Linked DNA regions of Macaca mulatta: region 1 is linked to region 2. Evidence: chromatin contacts called from public Hi-C data. All regions are on one chromosome and are shown on one strand. Each heading gives the region's core, a stretch centred on a gene start, on an enhancer-like site or on the middle of the called end of the contact. The rest is flanking DNA. Distances are from core to core; before and after follow the strand shown.

Region 1 (3,943 bases), core at 890-3,389, 190 kb before region 2:
TCCCTTTTGAACAGACAGACATTTTCTCCATATTGGATAAAGGTTGGTTTCTCTCTCCATTACAGCCCCCACCCTCACCCCACCCCAACAAACCCAGTATATTTCCATTCTGCTGTGTTTTCGTGTTACTCAACATGCCATTAACTTTAAGATTTACTCCTCAGCAGGCAAGCTGGAAGATGCTAAAGCCAATAAAAACTGCTCTCTGGGACTCCAACTATGAAGAGTTTGGAGCTCTGTTTAGTATTCGAACGAAGGGAGGGCTGAAGAAAGAGGGTGGTTGTGATAGTGAAAATCGCTGCTGCTTAGAGAGCCAGACAGCTCCGCGCTCTGCACCTAATGTGCTGGAGGATCAGCTGTGTCCATAGCCCATTTGTGGCCAAGGATGAGGCTGCTCTCTATGTGGGGGTGGGTGTGCGTGTGTGTTTTCATCTTTAAAACCACCAGCTGTAACAGCATCTTCGGCGGCTCTCCACACTACTGTTTATTAAAAACGGAACATCCATACACATCCCCTACAACTTCCTTAGCCCCGTGCTCCTTCCCTGCCTGGCGATCAATCTCTCTCAGAAAGCATTTAACTTGCCCACATAGCTCCAGCACCGATTCATCCCCGCTGCACATCCTATATATTACTGTTAGGAAGCGGAGCACTGGGCTAATTTCGTCACCCACCAGCCACCCACACACATTCTACAACTGAACACGTTTGGGGCTCTGCTTTAAAGATAATAAAACAAGGAGAAAACGGCAGGCTGCAGACAATTCCCATGACCACTTTCCTAAAAAGTTGCTGGGTTTTAATTCTTTGATTATTCTCTCTCCCCCTCCCCCAAGCACTCACTGTCAATGATCGCTTCAAGGGAAAAATAATGTACTATAAAGCTCTCTGCATGGTGAGTTTGGGATAAATTAGGGTACACCTTTCAAAATGCAAATCTCGCACACACATATTTTTTTTCCCAAAGCTCCGCTTTCCTGGGAAGGGGACTATCCAGGCTTGCCAGACCTCCACTCCACCCAGGGGATGGCTGGTTCCTTGCTAATTCTTGCCTTAGGTTTTATCACTGGTTCCTTCAAACATCCACCCCCCCAACCCCCAACACACACCACCATTCACACCACAATCAGATTATTGAGGCACACAGCTCGACAGGGAGAGTTTACTGTTACATTTAAATAAAAATATTTCTTTGAATTTGTCACCTCTCTCCCTTTTAGACGGCTGCGCTCCTGCTACTCTGGCCCGGAGCAAAGGATGAGGAGACCATCTCCTTTAGTATTTCAGCACCACGGCGATGGACAGCACCCTCGGTCCCCGGCCGGCCAGGAGCCGGAGAGTCCGTCCGCTCAGCGTCCTGGGCTCGACCGGTGCAGCCTTCCCCATCCCAATCTTTCAAGTCGCTGTACCCAAAAACCCAAGCCCCGTCTCCTCGATCCCCTCTCTCTTTCTCTTCATCGGCGCCCGCTGCTCTCTCCATGGCATCGTTCCTATCAGCACCTCGCCCAAAACCCAGCCTTGCCCCAGCGAGCAGCTCCCCACGCACCCCAGCTCTGGTCTCCGCTGCCCGAGCGCCTCCCTCCACGGCGCCCGCCCGAGGCTTCCTCTCGCTCAGTCAGCCGCTCGTCAGTCGCCGGCCGGCCGGTCGGCCGGCCCGCCCGCTCCTGCTCCCCGGCAAAGTTGGGAGGGAAAGGTGCACTCACCTTTGTGCATGCCTGTGAACCTGTCCTTCAGAACCGTAAGCTCGTAGATTTTGCCAAACTCCTCGAAGAGGGGCTTGAGGTCCTTCTCATCCAGGTTGCGGGGGATCTGCCCAATGAACAGCTTGATGGCATCGTGGTCCTTCATGGGAATGGTCGACGGGTTCCCCGGGCTGTGGCTTAATCCGTTCATGTGCCCGGCACTGCCCGGGCTGCTGCCGAGCCCGTTGGTACTGAGGCTTGCGTTGTCAGCCTGTCCGTTTGCTAACGTGGCCATCTTTATATACATAGAGAAAATCTTCTTTCCTTTTATTCTTTCTCGCTCGCACTCTCTCGCTCCTCTCGCTCGCTCGCTCGCGCTCACACACGCACACGCATACACACACTCGGGTTCTCTCCCCCTCGGTTTCTCTACACCTCGCTCTCCGCTCGCTCTCTGCTCTCTCTCTTTCTCCTCTTCTCTCGCTCGCTCGCGCTCGCGCTCTCTCTCCGCTCTCCCCCCTCTCTCTCTCCCTCCCTCCCTCTCTCTCCTCTCTCTCTCCCTCTCTCTCCCTCTCTCTCTCCTCTCTCCCTCGGTCTGATCTGATTTTTTTTTCTTTTTTTCTTTTTTTTTCTTTTTTTTTTTTTTTACATTGAACAGACAGGATCTCTGTCCTTTCCGTTTAAACAGGCTGGACCGGTTCAAGTTCCCAGCCAGACCAGGGGTGGGGGCGGCGAGTGTGCGCGCGCGGAGGAGGGCGCGGGGGGCCGGGAATGGGCGCGCTGTGGGGGCTCGCGCCGCGGCGGGCGGCGGCCGGGGGCAGGGCGGCGTGGGGCGGCGCCGGCCCCACCGCGCCTCCCCCGTCGGCGGCCCCGCGCCGTGGCGGTGGTACAGTCCGAGACGGCCCCCGGCTATAAATAGCGCCAGGCGCATGGCTCTTCGGGAGGCGCTGAGATTCCGGGCCCGGCGGCCGCGGGGAGCGGGTGTCTGTGAGGAGCCGGGCAGCCGGCCTCCTCTCTTTGCCTTTTGGGGGTTCTTTTTGTAATAGCAGCAGGTGTAACTTTTTGTATTTAAAAAACAGTGATTTTTATTTTCTTGTGGGTATGTAGGGGGGCTTTATCCACCAAGCTATGCTCTATTAGGGCGCCAGGCGGGCGAAGCAAAGGCAGGGATGGCGGGCGGGGCGGCGGCGGAGGTGGAATGGGCGCTTTTTTCTTCCATCTGGCTTCATTTATTTATTTATTTAGACTAGAAAAGCGAGCCGGCTTGGAGGGAGTCCGGCCGGGAATCCGAGCGCGCATTCATCAGTGTCGAGAGAAAAAAAGCTACATAAATGTATATTATGTGGATAAATCTATAGACAAGAGCTCTCTCGCGCGCGCTCTCTCCCTGTCTCTCTGTGTGTCTCTTTCTCTGTTTTTTTCCCTCCTCGCACCCCCAACCTGACAGAGCAGCCCCACATCTTCCTCCCGCCCGGCACCTACCGCCACCCGAGCCACCTGCCAGGATGGGGCTGGGAGCGGTCGGGCCGCGCCGGGGGGCCGAGGGACGGGGAGTAGAGACTCGGGGTCCGACCCCCACCCCAGCCCGCCTCCGAAGGCGGAAGGTGGGGGTCCCCGTCCCGGGCGGCCTCCCCCGCCCCGGAGAGCGCGGCCGGTCCGCCTGCGGCTGGCGGGAGGAAGGTAGGAGTCGGGCTCCCCTGCCCGCTCGCCCGCCGGAGGGGGAGGAAGGCGCTGGGCGCGGTGGCCGGTGAGCCGGCGCGGGGGACGGCTTGATTTGCCCTCGTCTGCTTTACGGGTTCAAATAGAATATATATTTTTTAATCACCATCAAAAGAATAAAGCCCCCGAATCGCTATCTGGGTTGCCGCCGCACCGGGACTCGCGCGGCGTGCGCTGCCCCCGCGGGTTTCGTTTTAGGCACCTACAGCTCCCGAGGTGCAAGGCGAAGTGGCTCCTGCCGTGGGGACCGGGGGTCCAGCCGCCCGGTCCGGACCCCGCCGGACTCCCCGCCAGGCCCGCTGGGGTTGGCACCTCGGCTGCGCGGGAGAGGGAGTGGCAGGCGCGGAGCCGCGAGCAGGGTCCGAGCAGCCCCGCCTCTGGGGGTGAATACTGGTGGTGAACTTGGCCGGGGTAGCAGATTTTCACGTTAATGATATTTACCTGCACCCCGTCCTCTCTCACGTTTGCTTCTTCAGGGCAGCCTCTTCGCTTCAGAAGCCTGGCAAATTAACGCGCCCGCTCCCCCGCGGGCTGCGGGGCT
Region 2 (3,558 bases), core at 209-2,708:
AAAAAAGTTGTTTTCATTCACTTTGCCTATGCCATTCTTCTTTCAGCATTTGGCGCAGCACTGACCCATTCCCATTCTCACCTCAAGACAAAAGCCTACATAGGTACCTTTGCAGAGCATTAAGAGAAGGAAAGTTATCTGGTCCAGCTCCCTTGAAATGAATTGCATAACTCTTTCAGCTATGTAGTGGCAGAATTAGGAAACGAATCTGGGTCTCTTACTTTGAGGTAAATGCTCCTTACCTTGCATTTCTTTATGGGATGAATATTATACATCACCTACAGAGATATGCATTTAAAAAGAGAAGTATGAGGAAGGCAATAATTAACCCAAACTAGAAGTGGTATTTCAGACATTTCTGTTTTATCAAATGAGACACTGTTGGGATATTGCTGGCATATACACCCTCCTGGTAGCTCTTGGAAGGGGCCAGCATTTTCCTATGAATTAGACTTGAGGTTTCCAACTCATGTGGGTTGAGATATTGACCCTTCAACCAAGTGGAGTTTGGGCTTCTTCAGGTTCCACATTCTCTCTCCTTCACCCTGAGTACCTTATGCAAATATGATCATTTTCTGTGAGTGCCGTGAAGTTAGAAAGTCTGGGAAGCATCAGCTTAGCTGGACTAGCTGATCCATAAGACCAGGCTTTGCCTGTGAAGAGCTAAACAATCAGCATATAACATTATTTGAGCTTCAGTTTCCCTGTCAGTGAAATTGATATAATTCTTATCTGGCAGTTTTGCTGTAAAGATTCATTGAGATAGTCCAGTATAGTGTCTAAAATAGCATAGATGCCTAAATTCACTGTGAGTAGAATGTACCACTATTTATTTATTTATTTTTGGTTTGTAATTTTATTTGTTAAAATAGAGAACACAAAGAACTTCTGGCTTTCCACTACTGTCACAGCTGACTGATTGAGCTTTGAGCTTTGGCTGTGACCTGTTTCTACCTTACGTCGAGTTCCATTTAATCCACCAGCAAAGACCTGGTCTGATGTGGTCACTATGGCTTAGGGTAGCAAAACTGGAGCTAGGCTCTGCTGTCCTCACTTCCTCAAAAGCACCCAGGGCTCAGCTCAGGCCTATCCCTGCACCCCAACCCCACCCCACTCCCCAGCTGCTGATCTCATTCTTTTGCCAGGGCCAATTATAATTAAAAGCAGATTTGTAGGGAGAAACATGCGTGCACACACAGCCAAAGCCTGGAATTGCTTACCCAAAAACAAGTTCCCTCCTCCTTCTGCTCCAGTTCTTCCGCCTTACCAAGAGTAGGGGAGGGAGGTGGAGAGAAGAAATGGGATTTGCATTGGGTGTGCTGAAGCAAGGTGATCCTGGACAAATGACAGGCAAGCAGTCATCCTCCACCTCGCTGGTCTTGGACTAGCTCAGGGCAGCAGCCTCAGGTTGCCCAGTGGAGTCCAGCCCAGCAGTAGCACTTGGCCTTCCCTCCCTTGGGGTGGGTCACTGTGGGTTGAGCCCAGCACCATGGGGGCCAGGGCTGGGCTGCTTGCCCACTGTACCTCATTATGTATTCCTTCATTGTTTCCTATGCAAATTAAGTTAATGAGAATTAGGAACATAATGGAGCCCATTCACCGTTCTAGTCGCTGGAAAATGGGTTTGACTACCAATTTTCCATTACAGCTGTTTTGTAATTACCGTGGAATACTCTGAATTCTAATGGAGACGCTGAGCTGCCTGACAGCCTCTTGACTACTTTTTTTTTTTCCGGAAGGTTGAAAAAAGGAAACTCAAACCCTATAACATAAAAGCCTTTCTATCAGAGTGGCTTGGTTTGCTTCTCCTATGGAGCTGTCCTCCACTGTTGCAGGAAGGATCTGCTCCCATCACTGGGGTCCTGACCTTTGCTGTGATTAGACTAGTTAACCTGTGGTGCCAGAGTTATCCCTTGCCTTGCAAGCAAGCAAAGCAGAGTTTGCATTTACACTCAGCCAGGAGTGGCCCTATGGGGCAGGCCAGGGCAGTCCAGGGTCCAAGTGCACCACTGCTCCTTGATCACCTGCTACCCAGCCTGCCTCTCCCACCTAGGACTCCAACAAAACACCTCCTCACTCACCTGTTGCTGTTTGAGACACTTAGGAGTAGAGGGGTTACCTTAGTCCATTTGGGCTGCAGTGTATTATAGACTGAGTAGCTTATAAACAACAGGAATTTATTTCTCAAAGTTCTGGAGGCTGGGAAGTCCAAGATTAAGGTGCCTGCAGACTCAGTGTTCGGTGAGTGCCTACTTCCTGGTTCATAGATAGCTGTCCTCTCACTGTAACCTCACGTGGCTGAAGGGGTGAGAGATCCCTTTGGGTCTTCTTTTATAAGGGCACTAATCCCATTCCCAAGTCACCTAATCACCTCCCAAAGACCCCACCTCCAAATGCCATCACATTGGGAATAGAGTTTCAACACATACATTGGGAGAGATGCAAATATTTAGTTATAGCATTTCACCCTGGCCCATCAAAATTCACGTACTTCTCACATGTTGTCAATTCAAAAGCCCAAAGTCTAAACTATCTTCTAAATATCATCTAATTCAGATATGGGTGAGACTCAAGGCATGAGTCATCCTGAGGCAAATTCCTCTCTAGCTGTGAATTTGTGAAATCAAACATGTCCTGTGCTTCCAAGATACCATGGAGGGACAGACATAGGATAGATAATCCTCTTCCAAAAGGGAGAAATAGGAAAGAAGAAAGGAGGAAGAGGTCCTGAGCAAGTCTAAAATCCAACAGGCAAATTACATTATCCCTTAAGGCTCCTTGGCTTGATGCTTTGCTCTCTAGGCACACGGTGGTGGGGTTTCTGTCTTCTAGACCCACTGAGGCAGCAGTCCTGCCTCTGCAGCTTTGCTGGACATGGGTTGGGCCCCCAAGGCTCTGGATAGCCCTGTTGCCTCGAATTTGGGCACAGCCCCTGCCACAGCTCTCATGGGATGGAGTTGTGTGCCTGATGCTCTCCCAGGCTACTATTGTATACTGGAGGCTCTATAGGTTTAGGGTCTCTGGGGGAACTCACCCCCACAGTTCTGGGCATTACCCTAGTGGGGTATATCTGTGGTGGTCCCAAACTTCCCTGTGGCCTTCCACCTGGGTTCCATGCCAGCAGCTCCAGGCAGTTCATCCTTTGGAATCTAGGTGGAGGTAGCTACACACCCAAAGCTTTGCTGGATACAGGGTAACCTCCACTAGGGCCCACTGAAGCCTCACTTAGGAGTGGCTGAATTGCTTGGAGCTGCAGTGTGGGGAGTGAAGCCAGTGATGGGAGGCAGTGTTGGGCAATGCAGGTGGTTACTCCTCTGCCTTTTTTTTTTTTTTTTTGTAGCTTCTTTTGAGATGACTGACTAATCTCTGTTGGACGGTTATTTGGCCACACCCTTAGTATTCTCTCCTGAGTAGTCTTTCTCATTATTTTCAATGCAGATGGGCTGAAAGTGTTCCAATTCTTTAAGTTCAGCTTCCGTATTGATTAATAATTCTGTTTGTAAGTCATTTCTCTCTTTTCACATTTTACTCTAAGCAGTCAAAAGGGACTAGGCCACT

What was found. Hi-C and Micro-C count contacts between places; a contact is called where the count stands out from the background.
Region 1: a contact with region 2 is called in a Hi-C map of fetal cortex germinal zone, with 3 times the contacts expected there. The contact joins the promoter of CELF4 here to the enhancer-like site in region 2. A contact is called at or near these places in 2 of 14 Hi-C or Micro-C datasets (fetal cortex germinal zone and fetal cortical plate).

Annotation. Positions count from the first base shown.
Region 1 is chr18:54,962,310-54,966,252 of T2T-MMU8v2.0, reverse strand. CELF4 (CUGBP Elav-like family member 4) reads right to left here and starts at 2,139. Exons shown (of 13, transcript XR_003724651.2): 1 at 1,705-2,139.
Region 2 is chr18:54,767,856-54,771,413 of T2T-MMU8v2.0, reverse strand. No RefSeq gene overlaps it. Among named protein-coding and RNA genes, the nearest start is that of CELF4, 190 kb to the left of the region's middle. Within about 2 kb of position 1,458, at least 6 of the 40 cell types and tissues checked have an H3K27ac peak or open chromatin away from gene starts, as enhancers often do. A contact at or near this core is called in fetal cortex germinal zone, where this site is marked.